Linked DNA regions of Mus musculus: region 2 is linked to region 1. Evidence: chromatin contacts called from public HiChIP or PLAC-seq data. All regions are on one chromosome and are shown on one strand. Each heading gives the region's core, a stretch centred on a gene start, on an enhancer-like site or on the middle of the called end of the contact. The rest is flanking DNA. Distances are from core to core; before and after follow the strand shown. Region 1 holds the start of Fxyd3 (FXYD domain-containing ion transport regulator 3). Region 2 holds the start of 4930479H17Rik (a long non-coding RNA gene).

The links. HiChIP or PLAC-seq counts read pairs in DNA pulled down with a chosen protein or histone mark.
Region 2: a FOXA1 HiChIP or PLAC-seq map of pancreatic cancer cells shows a contact between it and region 1. The contact joins the promoter of 4930479H17Rik here to the promoter of Fxyd3 in region 1. A contact is called at or near these places in 6 of 39 promoter capture datasets (cranial neural crest, frontonasal cranial neural crest, hematopoietic stem and progenitor cells and 3 more) and 1 of 115 datasets of contacts at active chromatin or transcription factors (pancreatic cancer cells).

Annotation. Positions count from the first base shown.
Region 1 is chr7:31,074,123-31,079,951 of GRCm38.p6, reverse strand. It overlaps Fxyd3 (FXYD domain-containing ion transport regulator 3), which reads left to right and starts at 3,255. Exons shown (of 8, transcript NM_008557.2): 1 at 3,255-3,331.
Region 2 is chr7:30,351,643-30,357,471 of GRCm38.p6, reverse strand. 4930479H17Rik (a long non-coding RNA gene) reads left to right here and starts at 3,526. Exons shown (of 3, transcript XR_881936.2): 1 at 3,526-4,221. It overlaps Lrfn3 (leucine rich repeat and fibronectin type III domain containing 3), which reads left to right. Exons shown (of 3, transcript NM_175478.2): 3 at 1,369-1,958. The coding sequence ends at 1,834. It overlaps Gm25259 (a small nuclear RNA gene), which reads left to right and starts at 548; the gene lies at 548-740.

The DNA of each region.
Region 1 (5,829 bases), core at 2,006-4,505:
CCCTGTTAAGTTAGAATTCCCACAGTATTGAGAAATCAGAGCCTGTTCCAGGCTACAAAGGTTGCTCTGGGCCAGATGACCTCAAAAAGGCAACAGGAGGTTGTTGAGCAGATGACAGCACTAGGAGCCCTTCCTGCTCTTGCAGAGGACCTGAGTTCTTTCCCATTACCCACGGTGGGCAGGTCACAAAAGCCTGAAACTCCAGCTTCAGGGGATCCAATGCCCTCTTCTGGCTTCTGAGGACACTGTGAGCATGCACGCATGCACGTACGCACGCGCGCAGATAAATAAAAATGAAAAAAAAAACATAAAGGAAAGATACTTCCAATAACCTTGTCATCTATATTAATGTATGTTGTTATAGAATATATTGTACATATAATCACCCCTCTACACCTGTCTGTTCTGTGTGGGAGGAATCCATCAACTGTAACAAGTACTCTGGGGGAAAAATGTGTTCTCTGGAGGATGTCTGACCTTCTGACCTTGCAACATGGTATCTGCTACAAATGTGTAGGGCGGCTCTTGTCTTGTGCAGACAAGAGTCTTGGGCAGACACAACTGCCAGGACAACTCTGTATTGTTGAATACAGAGTAACAACTCTACCTAACATTTCCACTGTACTGAGTGTTACAAGTACTGTGTAGGTGATTTTAAATCCATAGCAGACATGGCTAGGTTCTGGGCAAACACTATAGCATTGCAAATAAAGGACTTGAATAGCCAAGCATTCAAGGCATCCTGGCAATATGTGTAGACACTGAACAATGACTGTACGCTCATTTTAGTTTACTATTTTATTTTATCTAATATTTTAAACAATTGAGATAGGATCTTGCAACATATCCTGGGCTAACCTATGACTTGCTTTGTAGCCCAGGCTGGACTCATACTCAAACTCTTTTGGCTTCAGCCTTCCAAATATTAGGGTTACAGGTATGTACCAGACTGCCCTACCACCTCAACAGTTTCAACCAAACTTTTAAAACATACTTAAAATTTATTTTAAATTGTGTGTCTTTGAGAGGGTATGCTGTATGTGTGTGCAGGTGCACTCAGAGGCCAGAGGCATCGGATCTCTGGGAGCTGGAGTTACAAGCAGTTGTGGCGCTGAGGGTTCCTGGAACACAACTCACGTCCTCTTCAAGAGCAGCTTGCACTCCTAACTGTGGAGCCCTCTCTCCAGCCCCCTCACGTAAGCTTTTTAAGAAACAGCACATTTCTCAGTAGGTAAAATGTCAAAGTACAAGTGGGATTACCGATCTCTCCTCTGTCTTCTTCCATATGGGTGTGACTCTCTGGGGATATTTTATCCCTATACAAGTACATACACACACACACACACACACACACACACACACACACACACACTCCACTCCACACCACACCACACACAGACACTGTCTCTCTGCCACAGTGGTATCACCCCCCTCCACACATACACCTCACACACCTCACTTTGGTCCCTTATCAAGGAGACTGAAGACTGCTTACATCTAACCACAGGGTGCCACTTATCTTAGACAAGATAGTCATTCTCACACTCATCCTGCCTCACAATCTGCTCGCGATTCTCACCTGGTCCCTCTAGCATCTGGGTGCACACCCAGGAGGGATGAAGGACAGAAACCCAAGCTTTCCCACTCCCACCCCACCTAGCTCCTGCTCTCTGATGCATGTAGTTCTATGATGTCCAGCAGAGGGAGACACTCTCCTACTCTTAGGACCACCAAGGGTTTTAGATGTTTTCCCCAGAGGCAGTCGAGCTTCTGGAAGATGTGGCTAGGTACAAAGATGCCCTAAGGGGACCTGGAAGTCTCTTCCCTCCATCCCAGGCCAGACCACTGCCAGGCCTGTCCTTCCTCTGTTTGTATCTCTAGCTGTGCTTCTTGCTTTGGTACTGCCCTGAGGGAGGGCTCCGCTCCTTTATGGGAGGCAGGATGCCTTGTCCTGGCTAGGGCCTGAAGATCAGGAGCTACCAACAGGGAACACAGACTATCATAGTTAAGTGAGCTACATCAGGGAGGGAGGCCTTGGCGAGAAGTGGGGAGTCCTTTTCCTTGCCCCACAGACCCTTGGCCCTAAGTTCCCTTAAACTTTCCTCTCCACACCCACAACAGCAACCTCTCCCAAGCCTGGTGCCTCTGGGTCTCCACCCTACCGCCTTCACCATAGTGTTGGGGGTCGTCTGGAGTCCAGCTGGTGGCCGAATAGAAGCCACCCCTTTCCTGGCCCTGCCCCTCCCGGTGACCCCAATCCTCTGCCAGCCACTCAATGGTGCCTTGTTCTCCATCCAGACCCCGGACAAAAGTTCTTCTGTGTAAGGAGGAAGAATTTTGGGGGAGGGGGCACCTCCAGCAGGGACCATGTGGGAGCCTTACAGACCCCAGGCGGAAGGAGTGCCATTTGGACAGGGGGCAGGGAAGGGTGGGGGCTTGTAGAGTACAGGGAACTCATCTGCAGTAGAGGAAGACAACTTTGACATCCACATCCATGCCCACACCCACTCCGTAGATTGAACGTCCACCCGACATCTCCTCATCTCTGAGAGAAACGTTGAAAGTCAGTTCGGTTTTCAGTCTTCTGGGGCCTGGTCTATGAACCCCAAGAACCAGACCTTCCCCAACTTCTACCCACCACTTGAGTGCCTTCTTCCTATTACAACTTTGGCCTTGTCAGTGTCTTTTATTAACCCCTGCCAACAAAGAATGCAGAATGGAGAGTGGGCTTTAGTTCCCTACAAATGCCAGTGGGTGCATCCCCAAACAAAACAACAACTGGTGGTGCATGCCTTAAATCCCAGCCTGCGAGACAGAGATGGGTGACTCTCAACAAGATCAAGTCCAGCCTGGTCTGTAGTGTGAGTTCCCAGGCCAGCCAGAGCTACATAGTGAGAGCTTGTCTCAAACAAATAAAGAAAAAGCCCCACCCCCACTACAACCTAAATCAGAAACAGATTACATGTATGTTCCACGTTCTCCCACATCGTTCCAGGATGATGGGCGTCTGTCATTAAGGACCCCAGAATCTTCCCCGTTCCCAGTCTCCTTTGATGTTTGGGAGATCAGACACACCCTCTTCCCTCCAATCCTCAGCCCACCCTGGTCCCCTTCCACTTTACCTGAGGCTACTATAGTTAAAGAATGAGTAGAACTGTCTCTTTAAGGGAGGAATGGAGTGGGGGCGTCCCTCGCCTCAGGGAGACCTGACTTGTGCCTGCCTGCCCAGGTTTGCTCAGGGCGTGGCAGTGTGGATAAAGGCTGTCCCGGCTTGGCAAGTCCATACTCTGCTTTCTCCCGGAACCACCTCTCAGCCTGTTGAGCTACTCAGGTGAGTGGCCTTGGGGGCCCCTTCCTCCCTGAGCCTCTGCTCCCCCACTCTCTCTAACTCTCCTCTAACTGCACCTATTACATAGAAACTGGGGTTAAAGACCCCTAAAACTTTCCTGCTTAAAGATTCTTTTATGGGGACAGGAGACTACCCGCCTCTGTCAGCTGATTGTCCCAGATGGCTCACCTCTGTGGGACTGGATTATACAACTGGGGGGACTCACCTGATATTCATAGACGGATTGGGGAAGCCTGGGGGAGGTCTGAGAAGATGAGAAGTCTGGGTTTACCTGAGGTATCTGAGGTGTCAGGGTGTACAGGAAGTGACTACATCGTAATATCGTGATTGAGGGTTTCTCAGTGGATGAGAGTAGAGGGGTGTCTAGGGGTAACTAAGTAGATGAAGAGTAATTTAAGTGCCCTGGGGGGAGGAAGCAGATGGAGGTGTGTGTCTGAGCGGCCAGGTATTATTAGGGCACAAGGAAGATAGATGAACACCAGGAGAGAGAAGTCTGATCCAGGGAAGCTGTAAAGCGGGACTTGGTTAGGAGATGGGGACTCAGATGACAAGGGTGTATGCATCCTACCCTGCAGATATGACCATCCACCGTCCTGGAGTAGGGGAAAACACGGAAGCTGCCCTCTGACTAGCACAGGCAGGAAGCAGATGAGGGGTGCTTAGTGTCCCAGCAAGGCTGGTTCTCTCTGTGCTGGCTCCCACTCTGGTTCACTCAGAGATTGTGGTCCTTTGGGGTCTTGGAAGAGTCTGGAGAGAGAAGTGTAAGAGGTGAGATTCAGCAGCCATATTGATAGAGCACACAGCGTTAGGATGAATTCCCATGTGATGGCTGTGTGGGATAAGAACAGTGTCAGCTTCATCAAGCTGAAAAGACAGTATGAGGGAGTCAGGCTGGAACTGAGAAAAATGGCCGCATAGGCTGGGCACTCAGCTGCAACCCATGCATGTGTGACAGAGTATCAGGGGGCAGCCTTAGACCACAAGCATCCATAGCTGAGACCCCTAACCACTACTGGAGCTCCCCAAAGCTTGCTGGGGCCCTAGACATCTGAGAAATAGTCCCCAAATCAACTACAAGAAATATATGTCTAATCTAAACAAATGGGTCCAGGGTATGTGTGTGCATGGTATGTGTGTGTGTGTGTGTGTGTGTGTGTGTGTGTGTGTGTGTGTGAGTGATAAGTGTTAATTAAGTCCAGGGCCTGAAGAGCAGGCTAAGCAAGCCTCCATTGCTAGCCCCTCTCTGAGGGATTCTAAGCAGTGGCTCTACCACTGAGCCACGCCCCCAGCCTCTCACAGGGGGATTCTAGGCAGGGGCTCTACCACTGAGCCACGCCCCCAGCCTCTCATAGGGGGATTCTAAGCAGGTACTCTACCACTGAGCCACACCTCCAGCCCTTCACTGGGGGATTCTAGGCAGGGGCTCTACCACTGAGCTGTATCTTATATCCTTTTTTTTAAAAAAAAAAAAAAACTTTTTATTTTGTGACAATATCTCACTAAATTGTTCAGTCTGTCCTTGCACTTAGTCGTATCCCAGGCTGGCTTGGAAGTAGAATTTCTCCTGCCTCGGCTTCCCTAGTTACTTGAATGGCAAACCTGTAGCATTGATTTAGATTACTAAAGAAGCTGAAGGATTTCTCGGCCTCTGGGATTGGTCCCAGAGAAATGGCAACGTCTGTGTGAGCATGTGGGACTCCCCTGCACCATCGGTGACTGGTGGCTCCATTCCCAAGTATGTGCTTTGGTGTGAATGAAAAAAGGTTAGTTCTGAAGGGTGACATTGGGGCTGCTGGGGATTAAAGAGAGGAGTCACTGTAAAGTCACTGGACAGTGTCCAGCAGGTGGGGAGCCGGGATGAGTGTTTGTGTGTGTGTGTGTGTGTGTGTGTGTGTGTGTGTGTATGTGTGTGTACACGTGCTTACGAGCTCAGGACAGTTGAGCAGGGCAAGCAGGGGAGGTTCACAGGCAGCAGGACTTTTATTACAGGCCTCCAGGGTGATAGAAAGACAGATGGTCACAGCCAGGGCTGTATGGAAAGGGCTCTGTGCTAAGCCTCACTGGAGAACCTGTAGTGTTTGCTGTCAAGAGGGCTGGGGGGAGGAGTAAGCAGGGGCTGAGCAGAGTGAGGGCTAGGGTAGGGGGCAATAACTGGAGTAGAGTTGGGACTGCAGAGAACGCTCAGTGGGGTCTCAAGGGACAGACCCAGGGGTGGGGCAGAAGACAGAGGTCCCTCTGGACATATCCCACCAGCTTGACATTATTTCCCTCATACACGCACCCAGCAGCCCAGGGGGTCAGCTCAGGCCTCAGCTAGAAGCCTGCAGTGTGTGGGCAGAGCCTGGCAGGCTCCAAGCTGTCTGTGCGAGCCACTCCCAGAACCCGGGCCTCCTGCCACCTGGCTCCTGGCACCCTCTTCCCCAAAACACCCCGGGGCCCTCACAGTTCTGAGTTATGAACAGCTAGTTGGGAAAGAGGCA
Region 2 (5,829 bases), core at 2,277-4,776, 720 kb after region 1:
CTCACACCACACACACACACACACACACACACACACACACACCTGCACACAGACATGCAGGCACATGCATGCACACGCATACTTGCACACACATGTGCACACAGGTACCACATACACAAAGGAAAGGCTAATCAGGAAGCGGGAAATGGAGCTAAAAGAGAATGAAGAGATGAACCTGGAAAGTAGTAAGGCCAAAGAGGGAAGAGAATCTGAGATGGAGATTCTCAAGGGCTCGCCGGAAAGACTATAAAGTCGGTGATGGTAACAAGGTACTGGGGCTGCAGGGAAATTCACTGGCAAGCTGGAAGCAAAGCAGGCAACAGAGGTACAGGGGAAGCAGTGGTTAGGGTAGAGGGGTACAGCTGCCACATACTAGGGAAATGCACAGGAGCTGGACAAGGGAAATTAGAGCTGAAAAGAAGTCAGGCAGCGGGGTGTGGGGTGCGCGGCTGTAACATCAGCGCTTGGAGTTGCAGAGAGGATCATGAGGAGTTCAAGGCTAGCCTTGGCTAAGCTCCGTGAGACCCTGTCTTGAAAAAAATAAGCAATCACTTCCCTACCTTGTGGCTCAGATCAAGTGTAGTATCTGCTCCTACCAGGTTAGTATCTGATATGTCCTCTGTCCGAGGACAATATATTAAATGGATTTTTTGGGGAGCTGGGAGATGGAGCAGCAGCTTGCTGTGTCCAAGATACTCCTTGATTTGGTGTTGCAGTAGTCCAGGAATGGTGCCCCCACCTCAAGGGCAGAAAGCAAATATAAAAAGCAAAATAGGAGTCACAGGGAGATAGTCTAGCAAAAAGATGGCTGGAGGATAGAGGGAGGGGGCCATTGGTCAGGTGTAGTGTTAAAACGGTTCTATTTCCAGCACTCTGGAGGCTGAGGCGGGACCTTCACAAGATATGAACCAGCCTTGGCTACATAGCAAGACTCCGGGAGGCAGGGGGCAGGAATCAGACAGGGTTAGCATAAAGCAGAGCTTTGCTGGTGAGGCTAAGGACTTAGCTGAACAGGGCGGGAGGCAAGGTGCCAAAAAGGGTCTTGAAGGATGTTAGGGGCTCTTTAACAGGCCTAGGGAATAAATCTCTGAAAGAGGAATGGAATATCTTAGGCTTCAGAGAAATAGGGTGTGGGATCCACAGGTGCTCAAAATTGGGACCTTAGGTGGGAGACTGAAGTTGGCTAGCCCACTGGACCGTCATGCTAAGTGTTAGCTAAGCAAAATAAGTCAGGGTGCTGGTTAGATGGACCTGGGTTGCAATGGGGCAGCTGTACTGCAGGGAACTTAGCTGGAGGGAGGCACAGGGCAGATAGATCTTGGGTATTGGGTGACCACAGTCCTGACCCCATCTATCACCCTCCCTCAGGATGATCCCAGCGGACAGTCGCTCCTTCCTGCTGACCGATCTGGCGTCAGGCCGTACCTATGATCTATGTGTGCTCGCAGTCTATGAGGACAGCGCCACCGGGCTAACGGCCACGCGGCCAGTGGGCTGCGCTCGGTTCTCCACGGAGCCCGCACTTCGGCCTTGTGCTGCACCGCACGCACCCTTCCTGGGCGGCACCATGATCATAGCGCTGGGAGGTGTCATCGTCGCTTCTGTTCTGGTCTTCATCTTCGTGCTGCTTCTACGTTACAAGGTGCACGGAGGCCAGCCGCCCGGCAAGGCCAAGGCTACGGCACCTGTCAGCAGCGTTTGCTCCCAGACCAACGGAGCGCTCGGGCCCGTGCCCAGTGCGCCTGCCCCTGAGCCTGCTGCACCCAGGGCCCATACTGTGGTCCAATTGGACTGTGAGCCCTGGGGGCCCAGTCACGAACCTGCAGGACCCTAGCCAAGGGCCCACCTCTATGGTTCCTCTGGTCCCAGGGACACCCCTCGGGACCTGGCCTCAGACTCACCAAATTGCTCACGGTTTTTAAAACTCTGATGGGGAGGGTGTCGGGGGCACCGGGGCACAACAAGAAAGTCCTATTTTTCTAAGCTCGGGCTGTTCCTTTGCCCTTGTCTGTCTGTGGGGACTGAGGGGTGCTGCGGAGGGTATGGGGGCGGGGGTTGAGGAACATCCCCTGAGGAAGGCACTTCCTGTCATTCAGCTTGGGGTCTCTGCAGAGGAGTTGAGGATAGTCATCTATAGTCATCCATATAAGCACTGGACGTTCTAGGGACCGAGCTGTGCTGTGGCTTGTGCTGGGGACTCTGACCCAAGCTGCCTTGCCCTCAGTCCAGTGGGAAACATGTCTTGAGATAGCCATACTCCAGAATACAGAGTTGAGGGATGCCCAGGGGGTTGTGTGCCCCCCCCACCACCGAAGAGGAACCTGAAGTATAGTTCAGGGAAGGCTTCCTGGAAGAGGAGGGATGTAATCTAAGTAGCATATCTGAAGGAGAGCATTGGGCAAAGAGCAGAAGGGAAGGCTCCAGGTGGAGGGCATAACATGAACAAAGGCTGGGTATTACCAGGCATTGGGTTGCTGCGGTACTGGTGAGGTGGGAGGGGCCAGCATCTGAGTGAGGTGCTCATGATGGCTAGCCACGGAGGATTTCATGCCTGGGGGCCGAGTGGGGGAGGTTGTGGGTGGGTTTCTAGTGCTTCTTGAGGGAGGTGAACCAGAGGCAAGGAATCCGTGGGAAGCCAATGTAGGGGTGAGGGTGGGTCAGGACCAACTTCAACCAGGGAAACATTGGAAGAGAAGAGTGGATGACACAGCCATTCAGGAAAGTGAGCAGATGGATCACAGTGCTCAGAGACCATGAGGGAGGGGCTTATCTAGAGTGATGCTCTGGGCTCTGGCCAGGGGAAAGTCCTCCAGGCTGCCCTGGCTGAGGACGAGGGAGCAGGGGCACAGCAGAGATGCTCTGTGGTCAGGGTGGGACTCTGCAGATGAGGGACCAGGGGAGGGCGAGTGGGGAGGGGAGATGGAGACGTTGGAGCCAAGGATAGAAAGCAGGGCTTAGCAGACAGAGTATCCCACCCCTATCATCCTCACACCTCAGGAGACAGAGGCAGGAGACCAGTAGTTCAAAAGCTGACACTTCAGCATGAGACCCATCCCCCCCCCAAAAAAAACCCAAAAGAATCTGGGAGCAGTCGCAAGATTGAACCATCTACTGGGGTTTCAGTCTTTAAGGTAGAAACGGAAAGCTTTTGGCAGCTGCACATGGAGGTGAAGGTGAAAAATGTCCCAAGAGACTGGTGTGTTTGCTAGGGGAAAGGTTACAGTGGGGGGTTGGGGGGTGGAGAGTCAGTGCCACATTGAACCAATCTAGCAGATATGAGTGTGGACAGGGACTGAGCCCTGGTTCAGCGTGAGTCAGAGCACTTGGCCTCATGTCTTTCCTGAGCTGGTCCCCACTGTGTCACTGCCCGGGGCCCCCTCACACAAGTGTCCTGGAAGTTTATAGGATCAGACACTGGGCATGGAAAAGGCCAGGCCTCATTAGAGGTGCAGGAATGGGGTCAACAGCAAGAATAGCACCCCCCCCATGCAAGTAGCTTCTCTGATGGCAGCAGGGGGGGGGCGGAGCAGGGGGGGGGGACGGGGAAGGGCCTGTCAGTCACCTGAGGTAAGATGATGTTAGGATCAGGGTGAAGACAGGCTAAGAGTAAACTGGAATTCTCTCGGTTTGGTACAAAGAATGTTCTGGTGAGATGACAGAACCTATTTTTCATGGTGGAACTTGAGACCTTCAAAATGCCCACCATTAACCATGGAGATGAGGCACTCAGCTCCCCAGTCCTGCAGCATCCCGAGGTCCTTTGTCATTTTGTTACTCTCGAGTAGCTAAGATCATGTGAGGCTATCAACAAATCACAGCATAAGCCTTGGGCCATGGGAGTTAGCAAGTGGGAAGGCTGGCTCAGTGCCACCTAGGAAATACCCACTCCCACCTTAAGGGGGAGCCAGAGTGCACCGTTCATAAACCTGTTGTTAAAATTTGAACTGTGTGCTAGGTCATGGGGCAGATTCGGGTACAAGTCCTGCCCTGCCCTGCCCTGCCCTGCCCTGCCCTGCCCTGCCCTGCCCTGCCCTGCCCTGCCCTGCCCTGCCCTGCCCTGCCCTGGCAGCATTTGTGACACGCACAAATGTTAAATAGGGATGTGTAGGCAGCAGAGGTGGATTTGACTCCAGCTGAGGAGTTAAGTCCCAAGCCGAGGCTGGAGGTAATTAGCAAGCAGTGGGAACAGTGTTCAGTGGACATGGAACGGCATATGATAAGGTATGCATTGTGAGAAAAAGGGAGAGGGAGGGAAGCCAGAGGTGAGATGGAGTGAGGGAAGGGAATTGTCATAATATCAGGCAGGAAGCGGGCGATGTAAAAGCCCTGTAAATTCACCAGAGGAGGGAGGATTCCATTCTAACTGACATGAGAAACCACTGAAGGTTCCTTCTGTCTTGTTTTCTTTGAGTTGGGGTTCTCACAACATTAGCCCCAGTTTGGATTCATTGTCTAGCTCAGGTTTCCTGACCTCACTCATGACCCTTCTGCCTGGGCCTCCTGAGCCCAAGGATCACAGGCGTGCACCGTCACTCCTGGCCACTGGAGGATCCCGGGCTATGAGGATCTTCCCGGATCTCAAGGAAGCTCCCATGGCAGATTTTGTGTGTGTGGAGGGCCAAGGGGAAGCACGGGGAAACTGAGGAGGAAGACACTGCAACAGTTCTGGCAGAAGGCTGTCTTAGACCAGGCTAGACCTGAGCTGACATCAATGACAGCAGCAGGCTCCTCCTTTCCTACCCCGAAGAGGACAGTGTGAACTACTAGCAGCTGGTCCAGAAGAGAGGGAAGGAAGGTTGTAGAAAGTAGGGGAAGAGGGGGAGGCCCGGGTCTCCAATCCCAGGATCCATCCCATAGAGCTGATTTGTCTGTAGGAAGAAGTGACCTTTGGCAAGCCAAGTACAAGGCAGCCAGCAGATAGAGGCCAAAAGAGGCTGAGGCTGTTGAGGTGGATCCAGGCCCAGTACACGGGGCTAGAATGGAGATGCACACCCAGTACCAGCCTACGACAGGTGTGGAGGCATGTGAATGGAGAATGATAGTGGTGATAGCAAAGTCCCCTGGAACTTCACAAGACACCCAGACTGCCCCGCACCCCTGTGCACAAACAAACACCGCCGGCATCTAGGATTTCAAGTTAAATAGCCTTGCCCAGCCGAAGCCACCCGCTCCCTGAGGTCAGGATATGATGTCTACTGCCCATCGCCTCTCTAGTCAAAGCAATCTGGCCACCAAACCTAGGCTGCTGAGGCACTGTCTCCTGGTGACTGCTGTCTGGGTTCTGTACTGTCCTCGAACCATACTGCCTAGCCACAGCTCTTGGGGTGACTGGAGCTGGTGTGAGCCCATAACATCAGGAGATTCCCATGATCCTCTGGCAGGCCTTCCTTGAGGCCAAGCTTCTGCGGCCCTTCCCATGGGCTCCTAGGTGGGAGAACCTGATGAGGTGGAGTGTGGGGACTCCTCAAAGACAGCGGGTCTCCCCTGGATAGTGCGACCCAGTGATCCATGCTGAGGATCATCAGCAAAGTCTGGACCCCGCATGCCTGGAGGGGTGTCGGTGCTTGGCACTGTCCTGGCCTTAGTGAGGTTAGAGTGTTGGGGACATGGGATGACAAACAGCCCAGGTCTCTGCCCTCTTGGGGTCCCAGTTCTTAGAGAACAAGCAGATACAAATGGTGGCCAGGATAGACTGAGAAAGAATAGGCAGGAAGGATGGCAGCCGTTTTTTGTTCTCTGGTGCTTTGAACAGGGTCTCATGGAAGCCAGAGTGACCTTGAGCTCCAAATCTCTTTGCCTCTACCTTTCAAGTGCCAGGATTATAGGCAC